Regions from separate parts of the Sus scrofa genome. Here region 2 is linked to region 1. Evidence: chromatin contacts called from public Hi-C data. All regions are on one chromosome and are shown on one strand. Each heading gives the region's core, a stretch centred on a gene start, on an enhancer-like site or on the middle of the called end of the contact. The rest is flanking DNA. Distances are from core to core; before and after follow the strand shown.

What was found. A called contact is a pair of places that touch in the nucleus more often than the background predicts.
Region 2: a Hi-C map of liver shows a contact between it and region 1, with 5 times the contacts expected there. The contact joins two enhancer-like sites. A contact is called at or near these places in 2 of 47 Hi-C or Micro-C datasets (brain and liver) and 1 of 2 datasets of contacts at active chromatin or transcription factors (alveolar macrophages).

The regions. Positions count from the first base shown.
Region 1 is chr10:48,822,676-48,830,518 of Sscrofa11.1, forward strand. YME1L1 (ATP-dependent zinc metalloprotease YME1L1) reads right to left here. Exons shown (of 19, transcript XM_021064882.1): 6 at 6,687-6,837; 7 at 6,200-6,283; 8 at 4,622-4,704; 9 at 1,794-1,884. Among named protein-coding and RNA genes, the nearest start is that of YME1L1, 29 kb to the right of the region's middle. Within about 2 kb of position 3,861, at least 7 of the 83 cell types and tissues checked have an H3K27ac peak or open chromatin away from gene starts, as enhancers often do. A contact at or near this core is called in liver, where this site is marked.
Region 2 is chr10:48,909,480-48,917,322 of Sscrofa11.1, forward strand. ACBD5 (acyl-CoA-binding domain-containing protein 5) reads right to left here. Exons shown (of 14, transcript XM_013980249.2): 3 at 7,300-7,420; 4 at 5,261-5,333; 5 at 1,969-2,083; 6 at 1,836-1,868. Among named protein-coding and RNA genes, the nearest start is that of ACBD5, 9.0 kb to the right of the region's middle. Within about 2 kb of position 3,677, at least 1 of the 83 cell types and tissues checked has an H3K27ac peak or open chromatin away from gene starts, as enhancers often do. A contact at or near this core is called in liver, where this site is marked.

The sequences.
Region 1 (7,843 bases), core at 2,611-5,110:
CATGGGTACTAGTTAGGTTGTTTCCACTAAGGCACAATGAGAACTCCTCCTGTATCATTTAGATACTGTTTACATATTGGGACAAATACTGAAATTTGAATATGACTGTGAATTAGATAATAGTTTTGGTTCCATGTTAAACTTTCTGATGTTAATAAGTGTACTGAACTGTACCATATAAAGATAAATATTCTTAGGAAATACACAATTGAGTTATTTAGGGGTAAAGGAGAATGACATCTATAATTTACTTGCAAATTGTTGAAAAAAATACATGTTAAGTAAAAAAAGTGAATGAGTAAATGGAACAAAATGTTAAAAAACTTTTGTGTCTAGGTTTAAAGTATGGAGGAGGAAGTTCTCCTCCTGGCTCAGTGGTTAACAAACCTGACTAGGATCCATGAGGATGAGGATTCGATCTCTGGCCCTGCTCAGTGAGTTAAGGATCCAGCACTGCCATGAGCTGTGCTGTAGGTTGCATACGAGGCTCAGACCCTGCATTGCTATATGGCTGTAGTGTAGGCTAGCAGCTGCAGCTCCAATTTGACCCCTAGCCTGGGAATGTCTAAGTGCCTCGGGCGAGGCCCTAAAAAGCAGGAAAAAAAAAAAGTATGAAGGGAATTACCTGTGTTATTTACTTTCTTTTTTTTTTTTGGTGGTGCAGCATGTAGAAGTTCCCCAGCCAGGAACCCAAGACACAGTGACAACACCAGATCCTTAGCTGGCTGCACCACAAGAAAAATCCATATACTACTTATTCTTGCAATTTATTTTATTTTATTTTATTTTTGTCTTTTTGCCATTTCTTGGGCCGCTCCCGCGGCATATGGAGGTTCCCAGGCTAGGGGTAGAATCGGAGCTGTAGCTGCCAGCCTACGCCAGAGCCACAGCAATGCAGGATCCGAGCCACGTCTGCGACCTACACCACAGCTCACGGCAACGCCGGATCGTTAACCCACTGGGCAAGGGCAGGGACCGAACCCGCAACCTCATGGTTCCTAGTTGGATTCGTTAACCACTGTGCCACAAGGGGAACTCCTATTCTTGCAATTTAAAGTTTGAAATAATAACAAAATTTTTAATTGGTAATTTTAAATTACAAAAAAGATTTACAGAATAGTGTGTTAAGAATGAGCACTGGAGTTCCCGTCGTGGCACAGTGGTTAACGAATCCGACTAGGAACCATGAGGTTGCGGGTTCGGTCCCTGCCCTTGCTCAGTGGGTTAACGATCCGGCGTTGCCGTGAGCTGTGGTGTAGGTTGCAGACACGGCTTGGATCCCGCGTTGCTGTGGCTCTGGCGTAGGCAGGTGGCTACAGCTCCGATTCGACCCCCTAGCCTGGGAACCTCCATATGCCGTGGGAGCGGCCCAAGAAATAGCAAAAAGACAAAAAAAAAAAAAAAAAGAATGAGCACTTATTTGTAAAATATCAATTAAGAATTAAATTTTAGGGAGTTCCCGTTGTGGCACAGTGGAAATGACTCTGACCAGTATTCATGAGGATGCAGGTTTAATCCCTGGCTTCGCTCAGTAGGTTAAGCATTTGGCATTGCCGCGACCTGTGGTGTAGTCACAGACGTGGCTTGGATCCTGCAATGATGTGGCTGTGGCATAGGCCAGCAGCCGTAGCTCCAATTTGACTCCTAGCCTGGGAACTTCCACATGCCTCAGGTATAGCCATAAAAAGAAAAAAAGAAAAAAGAATTAAACCTTAATCAGTTAAATATGATAAAGGATAAATTAGTCATGCATTACAGTATTGTCAAGTCATGGGAAAAGGAAGATACCTTACCTTTAGGAAGTTTACCTCCAAGAACAGTAAATTTTTGTGGATTCTTCAAGAATTCAACAACTTCTTGTAATTCTTGTTTAGCTTCCTCCACCTGGAGTGATACAATTTACCAAATCATTTCAAAATTACGATTAGATTACCAAAATACCCTCTTTGAATATCATAAATTTAATAGGAGAATAACCTGTTTTTTTGTTTCAGGTAAAGGATACAAAAAGGACCCTTTATAAATACACACAAAGGGCTTTCTCCTGACCCTTACTGCCAGTTATATAATGTCTCATATACAAACAAAAAACATTTTAAACTGCTTCTTCCACTTAAAAAGTACTGCTATTTTCAAAACTTCTAGTTAAATGTGTCAGTGGCATTTAACATAAACACAGAGTCACCTAGTAAATTTCAAATCCCAAACTTTTTTGGACACAGTTATAAGCTTCAAGGGCAGGAGTTCCTGTTGTGGCACAGTGGAAACAATCTGACTAGTAACCATGAGGTCTTGGGTTCCATTCCTGGCCTTGCTCAGTGGGTTAAGGATCCAACGATGCCGTGAGCTGTGGTGTAGGTCGCAGATGTGGCTCAGATCTGGTTGCTGTGGCTCTAGTGTAGGATGGCAGCTACAGCTCCGATTAGACCCCTAGCCTTCAAACCTCCATATGCTGTGAGTGTGGCCCCAAAAGGCAAAAAAAAAAAAATTTAAGAAAAACCTTCAAGGGCAAATTATGTGGACTTACAATATATTAACAATAAAGGAGTCTGTGTTTAAGTTACAACATTAATTTGTGATTATGAGGTCATTTTCATCATAAGGAATTACGACTAGATTATAAAGTATTTAGTTCCTAACAAATGCCAAAGGATAGTGACTAAAATTAAGCTACAATGCACTGATACTATTTTATAAATGGTTGTGGCAAAAAAAATTTAGAAGATTTAATCCCCAAAATATGAAATCTTGCAAAATTGAACTCCCTAGCAAGAGTAAAGCCCAATCTAGCCAATAAAAATGGCAATCAGGGAGTTCTCATCATGGCCCAGTAGAAACGAATCTGACTAGTATCCGTAAGTATGCAAGTTCCATCCCTGGACTCGCTCAGTGGGTTAAGGATCTGGCGTTGCCGTGACCTGTGGTGTAGGTTGCAGACGTGGCTCAGATACTGAGTTGCAGTTGCTCTGGAGAAGACCAGTGGCTACAGCTCTGATTGAACCCCTAACCTGGGAACCTCCATATGCCGCAGGTGAGGGACTGAAAAGACAAAAAATAAATTTTTTAAAAAATGGCAATCAGGAGCTCCTGTCGTGTCGCAGTGGTTAACGAATCTGACTAGGAACCATGAGGCTGAAGGTTCGATCCCTGGCCTTGCTCAGTGGGTTAAGGATCCGGCGTTGCCGTGAGCTGTGGTGTAGGTCACATATTTGGCTCAGATCTGGTGTTGCTGTGGCTGTGAGGTAGGCTGGCAGCTACAGTTCTGATTAGACCCCTAGCCTAGGAACCTCCATATGCCGAGGGAGTGGGCCTCAAAAAGACGGGAAAAAATAAAAGGCAATTAGAACTTTAGCTCAACTTTAAAACTCTGATATAAGATTAAGAAAGCTGTCTATCAGAAACAGTGAGCAAATTTCCTCATTAACATATGGCCAGAGGTCACAAATGGAAATTTCTAGTGGCAAAATGGCATTAAAAATGACTACAGAAGGCCAGATATAAAATAGTGGTGGCAATATGCTGAGTAGGAATAGTCCCTTTACATACATCCATGACATAACTCTGCCAAAAAATATAGTTCTAGCACTCTAGATTTCAAATTTAAAAAAAAAAAAAACAAATAACCCAGAAATCTTTTTTTCGTAGGTGAAACTTTCAAAACATGTTGGCTACCATTATAAATAAATGCCTTTCCATGCCTAAATTTTAAATTACACTGGCCTAATTATATATCTGCAGCCAACCTGCAACATCACATTACACAACTTTAAATAGCTTAGTGAGAAAACTCAAAAACACTGGGCAGGGTTTTAAAAAAGTACCTGGGAACGGGTAATCATGACACCTATCTTTAGGCCAAAGTCCCAAATGACTTATTACCACAGGCGCACAAAGACCTCAGATGCCAATCCCAAGTCTGAGTTGCCCTCTATGCTTCTAACCAATTAGTGATACATTGGAGGTTCCCGCAACCCCTGCTTGTGTTTGCTAAATTTGCTAGAGCAGCTTAGAAAACTCAGGAAAAGAGTTTAGGTATTAGACTACTTGTTTATTATGAAAGGCTAACTCGGGAACAGCCAGACGGAAGAGAGAAGTAGGGCAGCGTACACAGGGAGAGGTACAGGCTTTCCACGTCCTCTGATAAGTGACTCCTCACACCTCCTCAAGCTCACCAACTGAAAGCTCCCCCAACTCCAACCTGTTCAGATTTTTATGGGAGTTTCCTCACACAGGGATAATCAATTATTAACTCTCTTTCCAGCCTCTCTCCCCTCTCTGAAGAACAGAGAGTGGGGGTGAAAGTTCAAGCTTCTAATCATGGTTTGATCTTTCTGGTGACCAGTCTCTACCTAGGAGCCCACCCAGAGCCACTTCATTAGACCAAAAGACGCTGTTATGACCCAGAAGCCCTGTTCCAGAAACCAGGGTCAAAGACCAATCAGTAGAACAAAAGATGCTCCTAGTGTTTTTATCACTTTAGAAATAACAAACATTTTAGGAGCTCTGTGCCAGGAATTAGGGGCAGAACCAATATATATATTTTCTATTACTCCAACCTTCAGAATCAAAAAATATAATTAAGATAATGTTAGAAGAGGTCAAGGCAAACTCTCTAACTTACTCCTTTAACATGTTCAAAGGTAACATTTTTCATCTGCACAGGATCTACGGCAGAATCAAGCCCTGTTGTTGTCCGGAAGCGGACTAAAGGGAAGGAAAAAAAAAATGCTTACACATTTGACAGATTCATAAAACTATAAAATTTTAGAAAATTTTCAGAAAATTAAATATCTAAGTTCAAAAATATTTAAATTAGTGTGAGAAGTAGAAATTAGATCTTCCGGATTTCTATGCCATGTTCAAGGAATAAATGATTCACATTAAACTATCGTTATCTTTCCAATGAAAACTAAGAACTTTCCTCTTCTCCTTATATCTAGTAATAGAAATTTAAATTACACTTAAACGGTTCTCAATTCTACTGCGCATAATTAAGAAATATAAAGGAATAATCAAAGCCCATCCCACCCTTCCGCCATCCTGCTGATAGGAACAATCATCCCTATACTGGTTCTTTTTTTTTTCGGGGGGGGGGGACTCAAGAGAAGGCAGATCTAGATATAAAAAAGTCATGCCTGGATGCTAAAACTTCATCTCAAGTTTGATGCGACTAATAACTTTTAAAGTAATTGGGACTACATGCAAGTTTTGGGTGTAATTCCTGATCCAGGTCAAATAATGTTCTTAATTGTATACCAGCTTTTTTTCTTTCCAGGTAATCCATCATAAAGTAGAAAATATGGGGTAAAATCTGAATGGAAGTTGAGAAAGCAACTGGGACCACTTAAACCTGACATTATTTCATTTTAGACTGGCAAACTGAGAAAATATGAGACACTATTTAAAGCAATTATTCACATATTTGATTTTTAATAGATTCAATTTATTACTGTATTTAAGTAGATGACGATTTTACTTTGTATTACTATTTAAAAAACGATTCTGCATGTTTTAAGAATTTTGTTACTGGACAGGTATCATTTTGTAAAAATCTGGGGAACCAACCACCACTAGAAGTAGAGCTAAAATATTTTCGCTATAACATAATCCTTGAAACTTTAAAAAGTATTATTTTCTCAAAACAAGTACTACTTGAATTTATTGTGTCTGAAGGAATCTTTCCTGTAATCCACAAAACTATGCAAATATAATAAAGCTCTGACAATGGAGATGATACATAATCATCAGAGATTAAAACTTTTCTATTTCAATGCAGAAAACAATTTCAAAGTGACCCAATCTGAGATATCTTCACTTAGAAATGAAAAACTTAAGTCCTAGGACTATAAATATTAATGTTTTCTTATCTCTAAGTCTTAGATAGACTAACTATGAAAAAAGAAATGAGGAGTTCCCGTCTTAGCACAGTGGAAATGAATCCAACTAGGAACCATGAGGTTGCATGTTCAATCCCTGGCCTCACTCAGTGGGTTAAGGATCCGGCACTGCCATGAGCTGTAGTGTAGGTCCGCAGATTTGGCTTGGACTCTAAGTTGCTGTGGCTCTGCAGTAGGCCAGAGGCTACAGCTCTGATTGGACCCCTAGCCCGGGAACCTCCATATGCCTCAGGTGCAACCCTAAAAAAGACAAAAATAAAAAAAGGATTTTTTAAAAGTCAGATAAATAAGAGCTTTTTTACCAGATAAAAAAGGGTTTTTTAAGAGTCCATAAATGCCAACAACCAGCAGAATAAAGACAATCAGACGAGTTCTTCTTAGAGAATCTGGAGAAAAAAGAAAGAGCCTTAAAACGAATGACATCAATGAGAATTGACAACTCAGTGAAATGCAAATTTTAGGTTACTGATGGTAAACACATTTTGCCACATTCAAGCTTGGAACTTGGCATTCTTCTGCATAATCACCATGACTGATCACCTTTTAGCACCTGTTACAAAAAACTTCATGAAGCCACTCATGCTTCTATCACTGACTCCAGGTTCTCACTTGAGCAAGTGAAAGTGACAGCAGATATTTTCACTTCTAGACAATTTAAGATACAAATATAATAAAATATAACTAATAAAAAGTTGGATAATTGTTAGAAAAGTTATTATAATCACGTAAAGGTAGGACTATGACTTTCTTTCAGATATTCTTCCCCAAACACAGATGGTGTTAACTTACCATTGGTTTTTTGTGTTAGTGCCTGAGCTTTCAGAAAACCCTCTGCAAAACCAGTTTTAAAAGCATCTTGATGAGCTTCAGGTATGTTTTTGGTTTTCATGAGTTTGTCTAAACTCTCAATGTCTGATCCTCTGTCCCGCAAAAGAAACCCCTAAATACACAAATAATATATCATACATCAATATTGGTTGACTATATAGATAACAATCTCCCAAAATATAACAATCACGCACAAAAAAAATTCAATAAAATTCTAGAAGTAGTTTAACACTCAACAATAAATATCAAAGGCTAGGAAAGTAATACTGGACCCTACACTTGCATCCATCAATTAATACAGAAATATTCTAGGCAGAGCCTCCTATGCCCACTTGTATCTCTCACAAGCATACTATCTTAATAAATCCACCTCTTGCATATCAAAAAAATAAAATAAAAAAGGGAGTTCCCATTATGGTTCAGTGAGTTACAAACCCAACTAGTACCCATGAGGACGCAGGTTCGATCCCTGGCCTCACTCAGTGGGTTAAGGGTCCAGCATTGCTATGAGCTGTGGTGTAGGTCGCAGACAAGGCTTGGATCCGAGTTGCTGTGGCTGTGTTTAGGCTCTGCAGCTACAGCTCTGATTTGACCCCTATCCCAGGAACTTCATTATGCTGCAGGGGCAGGCCTAAAGAAAAAGAAAAAAAAAAAAAGAAATTCTATACAAAACCATTAACTATACTGAAAACAGTTAATAGGTTACATGTTGATTAAGGGTTCTGATGGCTCGAGGTTCACATTCCTTTATCTCTGTTGGAATAAAAACTTTATTCATTTATGAATGTTTACTGAGCACCTTTCATATACTTGGCCCCATAAAAATTCTGAAGATGTAAAGATAAATACTCCATGATCTCAATGTTTTCAGTCAACTGGGGAGAGAAACACAAATAACTAAGTCTGTGAAGTCATTTTAATATTATGTAAGAGGCACCAGGTATATAGCGTTAAAACAAATGCTACCTAAGAGATCAAGAAAGGTCTTACAGAGAATGGGATAGCTAAACCACAGAACACAGAGCATGAACAATTTGAAAAAGCCATGAAACAATAGACTGGGTGCTCAAGAACTACAAGCAATCTTGTTTGACAGGACTTTAAAAACACCAACAGAA
Region 2 (7,843 bases), core at 2,427-4,926, 87 kb after region 1:
ATTTTGCAAAAGTCATATACTACATATAACATATCTTATGTAATACCCTCAACAGAGTCTAAGGCAGCTCTCATTAAAAAAAAAAAAAAAAAAAAAAAAAAAAAAAGAGTTCCTGCTGTGGCATGGTGGGTTCAGAATCCAATCTGAGCAGCTCAGGTCCCTGTGGTGGCATGAGTTTATTCCTCAGTGGGTTAAAGGATCAGGTGCTGCCACAACTGCAGCATAAGCTCAGATTCAATCCCTGGCCTGGGAACTTCCACATGCCTCAAGTGAGGCCATTAAAAAAAATAATAATGGACTTCCCATCATGGTGTGAAAACAAATTTGACTAGCCTCCATGAGGATGCAGGTTTGATCCCCGGCCTAACTCAGTGGGTTAAGGATCTGGTGCTGCGTGAGCTGTGATGTAGGGAAGATGCAGCTCGGATCTCACATTGCTGTGGCTGTGGTGTGGCCGCAGCTACAGCTCTGATTAGACCCCTGGCCTGGGAACCTTCATATGCCACAGGTGTGGCCCTAAAAAGACAAAATAATAATAACTATTATTATTATTATTAAGGGAGTTTTCCTGTTGTGGCACAGCAGAAATGAACCTAATATCATGAGGGTGCAGGCCTCACTCAGTGGGTTAGGGATCCAGCCTTGCCATGAGCTATGGCGTAGGTCACAGACGTGGCTCAGATCCCAAGTTGCTGTGGCTATGGTGTAGGCCAGCAGCTGTAGCTCAGATTCAATCCCTTGCCTGGGAGCTGCAGCTGCCAGCCTACACCACAGCCACAGCAACACCAAATCCCAGCCACGTCTGTGATCTACACCAAAGCTCAAAGCAACACCGGATCCTTTAACCCACTGTGGGAGACCTCAGGGATACTAGTTGGGTTCGATACCACTGAGTCACAATGGGAACGCCTAAGATAATTTAAAGAGCAAATGTTTGGGAGTTCCCATTGTGGATCCTCTTCAATTTGATTCCTAGCCTGGGAATTTTCATATGCTGTGGATGCGGCCCTAAAAAGCAAAAATAAAAAAATAAAGAGCAAATGTTTGGAGATTCCCTGTGGCAGCGATTAAGGACTCAGCATTGTCACTGCTATGGCTCAGGTCACTGCTATAGCTCAGGTTCGATCTCTGGCCCAGGAATTTCTCCATGCCACAGGCATGGCCAAAAATAAATAAATAATTTAAAAAAAAATAAATTTTGTAAATAAAATAAAACAGAGCAAATGCTCATAGTTAATACCAGCAGTTTTACCGATTATTTAGCTTCTGCTAGTAAGTAAAAGATAAGCTTTCCAATTCTTCACTGAGAACATGAAAAAAGAATTCTAAAAAAAAAAAAAAAAACTAAACTAGCTGAGTCAGCTAGCTACACTAGAGCTAAACCACACTATAAAAATATTCACTTAAAATTATCTAGGAAGGAGCAGTGGGTTAAGAATCCTTCATTGCCACATCGGCAGTGTAGGTCACAGATGCAGCTCGGATACAAAACCTGGCCCAGGAAGTTCCATATACCGCAGGTGAGGCCATTAAAAAAATTAAATAGTCATTTCAGCTACAGTAGTAATATAATTCACAAAGCAAAATAGAAAATATTAATCATAAAATTAAAACAATGAATTCTGTTACAATTTTGTATACAAGTGAACCACCTGTCATGTTTTAATAACCTATGTGTTAAAATTAGAGTTTATAGTATTTTGGAACTTTATGCAATGCATTGTTTGGGAAGAAAACTCCTGAGTGACGTGACCATAAGTTATATAAATTTGTGCAGAATTCTTTCGGCATATAAATTTTAAACAAAAGTTTTCCATAGATTTCATCATTCCTACCTTCTAAGCATTTAGAGATTTTCTCCAGCCGGACTAGCATGTGAAAGTAAAAAAAAAAAAATTTGACATATAAATATTAATGCGTGAGTAATGTATCTGTTGCTGAATTTAAAACTAAGTAAAAGAGTCCAACCTGAAGTTAAATCAGAATTTCTGCCACTCTTTTTGTCCTCTACAATTTCATAAAATGGACCAATGACATGTAGCAATTCTTCAACTTTTTCAGTCATCGGCATAGTTTCAAGAATCTGTAATCAAAAGAAACAAAACTTGTGAAAACAAGCTACTAATGTAATCCTTGCTAGCACCAAATAATATAATATTTATAATTTATTTATTGATAACTGAGATCTGAAGTTCTTTTATAGACTCTTCAAAGTCAATTATATACTTAACGTATATACTCTCCTGTAAGAATTTCAAATGTATTAAAGGTTTTAAAGTGTTTTCATTTTGAAAACTATTTTACATAAGCTTTGTGTAAAATTTTACACAATAGTCTATAGATGATGCATTAAACACTTAAAAGTACTAATGTTAAATAAAACAGAATACTGTGGGCTTAGAGGAAAATTTGTGTCTGTTCTTAACACCAAGGTAATGTTTTCAAAAAGGTATTGAAGGGAGTTCTCTTGTGGTGCAGGGTTAAGGACCCGGCATTGTCACTACAGTGGCTTGGGTCACTGCTGTGGTGTGGGTTTGATCCCTGGCCCAGGAACTTTCATGTTGCAGGTGTGGCCAAAAAAGAAAGGGGGGAGTTCCTGTTGTGGCTCAGTGGTTAATGAACCCATTAGCATCCATGAGGATGCAGGTTCAATCCCTGGCCTCACTCAATGGGTTACGGATCCAGCATTGCCATGAGCTGTGGTGTAAACTGCAGACACAGCTTGGATCCCACATTGCTGTGGCTTTGGCGTAGGCCAGCAGCTACAGCTCCAATTCAACCCCTAGCCTGGGAACCTCCATATGCCAAGGGTGTAGCCCTAAAAAGAAAAAAAGAAGGGGGGATACTTAACTAGGAAGTGGTAACCACTCTCAGAAACCTTCATAACTAGGGGCCAATTTAGAATCATCATGTTTAAACAACAAGGTAAATTAAATGAAAAACATTCAAATAAATAGCCATCAACTGGTGACTGACGAAATAAAGTGAAGTATTTCTATATATGGACAACTTTGCAGATATTAAAAATACTATGTTTAGCTCTGTATGTGCTGAGTGGAAAAATACCTATAATATTTCTTTCTTTTATGGCCACACCTGCAGCATATGCAAGTTCCCAGACTAGGGGTTGAATGGGAGCTGCAGCTGCCAGCCTATGCCACGGCCACAGCAACACCAGATCCAAGCCACATCTGTGACCTACGCCACAGCCTGCAGTAGGCCAGATCCTTAACCCTCTGAGCAAGGCCAGGGATCAATCCCGCATCCTCATGGAGACAACATAGGGTCCTTAACCTGCTGAGTCACAGTGGAAACTTCCCATAAATTTTTCCACAGGCAAAAAGCTACTTGCCACACAGTAAGTTTAATATGACATCATTATTAGTTTTCTTTCTTTTTAAAATAATAGAAGATATATATGTATGTATATATACTCTAAAATATGGATATATATTTTTTTCTGAATCACTCCACAAAATATAATTAAAAGTAATTACCACTAAAGAGTTAAAATGCAGGAAATAGGGAAAGATTATAACAATATTGAAGGTAAAAAAAAAAAGAATGTTATCAAAACAAAGTTTTACATCTTTCTCTGTTTTTGAAAGGCTCCTTTGTTTTGCTACTGATACAGCAAAAACAGCCGAAAGAATTAAGCTCTGCCCTCTATTCCAAACAAAGTCCACTAAACAAAAATTGTGAAAATGTAACAAAGGGCACAACTTTGACCTGTGTAGAAGAGATTAAAACAAAATAAATTAGTCTGAATCTACCAAATAAAAATTACTATAGAGGTTAATATTGTTAAAGCATCTGGCAAAAAACTACCCTTTTTTACAGGTTTTCTTTTTGTTGAAAGACAATTTATTTAAGATTATCGTAAAACAAAAAGCAGAGTTCCCATCATGGCTCAGTGGTTAACAAATCCAACTAGGAACCATGAGGTTGCAGGTTCGATCCCTGGCCTTGCTCAGTGGGTTAAGGATCTGGCGTTACCGTGAGCTGAGTGTAGGTCGCAGACACGGTTCAGACCCCACGTTGCTGTGGCTCTGGCCTAGGCTGGTAGCCACAGCTTTGATTCGACCCCTAGCCTGGGAACTTCCATGTGCCATGGGAGCAGCCCTAGAAAAGGCAAAAATACAAAAAAAAGAGAAAAAAAGAAAAAAAAAAAAACAAAAAGCAAAAAAGGAGTTCCTGCTGTGACACAGTGGCTCAGGTTGCTGACAGTGGGTTAAAGTATACTGAGTTGCTGCAGTTGCAGTGTAAATTGGCTTCAATCCCTAGCCAGGGGAACTTCCATTTGCCACGGGAAAAAAAAAAAAAAAAAAAAAAAGGATTATCAAACAGATCTAGATTTCATAACTTCTGATCCTTCACCAACATACATATCGTCCTTTATACAAAGGCACTAAGATCATCTTTAAAAATCCATGATTTCTTCATCAATTTGCTCCTCTAAACAATTCTTTTAACAGAAGTGCTAGTTTATAAAGAATGCCCTCGTTAGTAGTTACAAGAGAAACTAAAAGCATCCTTATTCTGCTTCTGAAGGATCTTTGCATTCACAGAAAAATGCTTGCAGAAGCCCTAGCACAGGAACATCTCAATTTATGAGGCAACACTTGTATGAGAACAATGTTGGGCAGCCTTGTTACCCATTTCTCATAGATGAAAAGTTTCAAAGCAGAAATGTTTTTGAGACAGCTCAAGTACTTCCCAGACTCCTAAGGGACCTCAACATTTTAAAAGATTCCTATTGGGAGTTTCCATTGTGTCTCAGTTTCCTGACTAGTATCCATAAGGATGTGGAATTGATCCCTGGCCTTGTTCAGTAGGCTAAGGATCTGGTGTTCCTGTGAGCTGTGGCATTGACTGGGGCCGGCAGCTTGGATTTGACCCCTAGCCTGGGAACCTCGATATGCCACAGGTGCAGCCCTAAAAAGCAAAAAAAAAAAAAAAAAAAGTTCTACTAATATACTTTCTGCAGAAGTCACCTATAGAGAAAGGGAAGACAAAAAAAATATAAACCGAAGTATCATGTCACCACAATGTGATATAACTTAAGGAAAAAATATCTACCTTAAGATAAACTTTGATGAGAAAGATAAAGCCTAATAAACTCAATATTTATCTATATTCTATATTCTAACATGTTACAATCTCCTTGTTCCTTAAAACAAAGCAGCTCATTTGCCTGATAACAAAATTAAATAAAGCTGTTCTGAAAATTTTTATTTTCTTTGCTAATTATTTTCCCTACCTTCTTCATTTCTTCAACATATGCAATCATGGCTTCCTCTTTGGTCATTTCACCCAGTGAATTCCAAGCATCCCTAGAAATGAAAATTTCCAGATAACAACAAAACACACCTGGTTTAAATTACTCAGAATACAATTTATACTTAATGCTACAGGGTCATTAATTAAAACAGGCTTTACATTAAGCTGTATTAATGTTTCCAAAAGATCTTTAAATGAACTGCCTTGAGGAAAAATATCACAGTGAATAAAATGGCAAATTAAATCATACCTAAAACTAATATGTATAAAACCTTGGGTCACTTTGTACAGCAGAAATTGACAGAACAATGTAAATCAACTATAATAGAAAAAATAAAAACCTAAAAAAAAAAAGTCCAACACATTATTGGGTAGAAAAATGTACTAACTTTAATACGCCTATGGGCTTTAATTTTGCCTATGGGAAAATAAGTATAAAACCTATCTAGAGACCATAGATTATAGAGACTATATTACATAGACTACAGACCGCAGAGACTATAGACTCTTCATAATTATATGCTAAGAACTCTTTAAAAGTCTCTATATCATTATAAAGAAATATGACAAAAATGAATGTTTTAGAAAATTCTACATGAACTGTCACAGTCATGGTTCAAATGAACAGAAGTTTTGGTTAGTATAAATAAGAGTCTAACTTAAACACTTGGAAAATACAAAAGGTTTCTGTCTTCTAAAAAAATGAAAATGCAGAAATAGAAATATTTTTAAAGCCTTAGGTCCCTTGAAATTTTTGCCTATTAAAAAATTAAATTTAATTTTAAAAATAGGAAAAAAAATTTTTTGCCTATAATGAACATCTCTTTTCATAGATATTTTCCAGAACCAGTTTAACTCGAACAAAGGTCAATGCTGAAGAAAATCATTAAGTAAATAAGATTTTTTCAAATAGATTAAATAACACATTGCTATTACATTTAACCTGTTATTTTATGACTATTAAGAACTTAAGAGGAAAGTACACAATTGAGAAATCCTCGGAGTTCCTGTCATGGCTCAGCGGTTAACAAACCCTATCGGTATCCATGAGGACATGGGTTCAATCCCTGGCCTTGCTCAGTGGGTTAAGAATCCGGCATTGCTGTGAGCTGTGGTGTGGATCGCAGACGCAGCTTGGATCCCGTGTTGCTGTGGCTGTGGTGTAGGCCAGCAGCTGTAGCTCTGACTTGACCCCTAGCCTGGGAAGCTCCATATGCTGTTAGTACGGCCCTAAAAAGACCAAAAAAAAAAAAAATTAAATTTCTTTCTTTCTTTTTTTTTTCTTTTATGTTTTTAGGGCCATACCCACGGCATATGGAGGTTCCCAGGCTAGGAGTCTAATCAGAGCTGTAGCTGCCGGCCTACACCACAGCCACAGCAACACTGGACCCAGCAGTGTCTGAAACCTACACCACAGCTCACGGCAATGAGGGATCCTTAACCCACTAGGCAAGGCCAGGGATTGAATCCCCGTCATTATAGATATTGGTAGGATTCATTAACCACTGAGCTACCACGGGAACTCCAAAAATCAAATTTCCATTCAAGAACAGTGGGACAGGAGTGGCAGCTCAGATAAAAAGTTTGGCAGAAACTGAGTCATGTTCCTAGTTATTTATTACCTCAAAGGCTCAAAGCAAACAATGTCACATGACAAGCCAAAGTCATTCTTTTTCTTGGCAGGTAAAAGAGGCAGGGGAGTTTGTTTACTTCTTAAATTAGTTTGGGTAAATAAAGTTTTTAGTTTGGGTAGTTATGCTTGGCTAAATAAAAAGAAAAAAACTCCATAAAAGAAAAGAATGACTGAAAATGTTTTTTAATCTTGGACACATCTACTCTTTTTGGTTTTATTGTTTTCCTCTCTTCCCTTGTGTGAAATTGTGTACATGGAGGATAAAACGTATCCAGTATCTAGAATACTTTATGCACAGAATAATACATAACTACATAAATAAGAGTCATAGGATAACTATGTCATTAAAGTAAAAATTCTTTTCCTAGTTCTCCACCTAAAATTACCATTTATATCTTCCGATAGGATCCCAGAAGCCAGGCCTTGATAGTTTACAGGGTCCTTCAGTTGCCTGCTTATAGAAGCTATAGAACTTGAGCATCATTTCATTTGTTGGCTGGAATGAACCTATTGGAAACATAAATTAAGTAAAATCATTTGGAGGATAAAACTGATGATTTAATGCTATAAATTAGCTTAGTTATACCAACAGTGATTTTTTTTTTTTTTTCATCTTTTTGCCATTTCTTGGGCCGCTCTCGTGGCACATGGAGGCTCCCAGGTTACGGGTCCAATCAGAGCTATAGCCTCCAGCCTACACCGGAGCCACAGCAATGCGGGATCCAAGCCACGTCTGTGACCTACAACTCAGCTCACGGCAACGCCAGATCCTTAACCCACTGAGCGAGGCCAGGGATTCAAACCCTGGCCAGGGAATTTCCATATGCTGCAGATGTTGGCATTAAAACAAACAACAACAAAAAACAACACCATATTCAGCACAATCCACAGGACATTTTTTCAAAATAAGTATTTATATACATTAAAAGT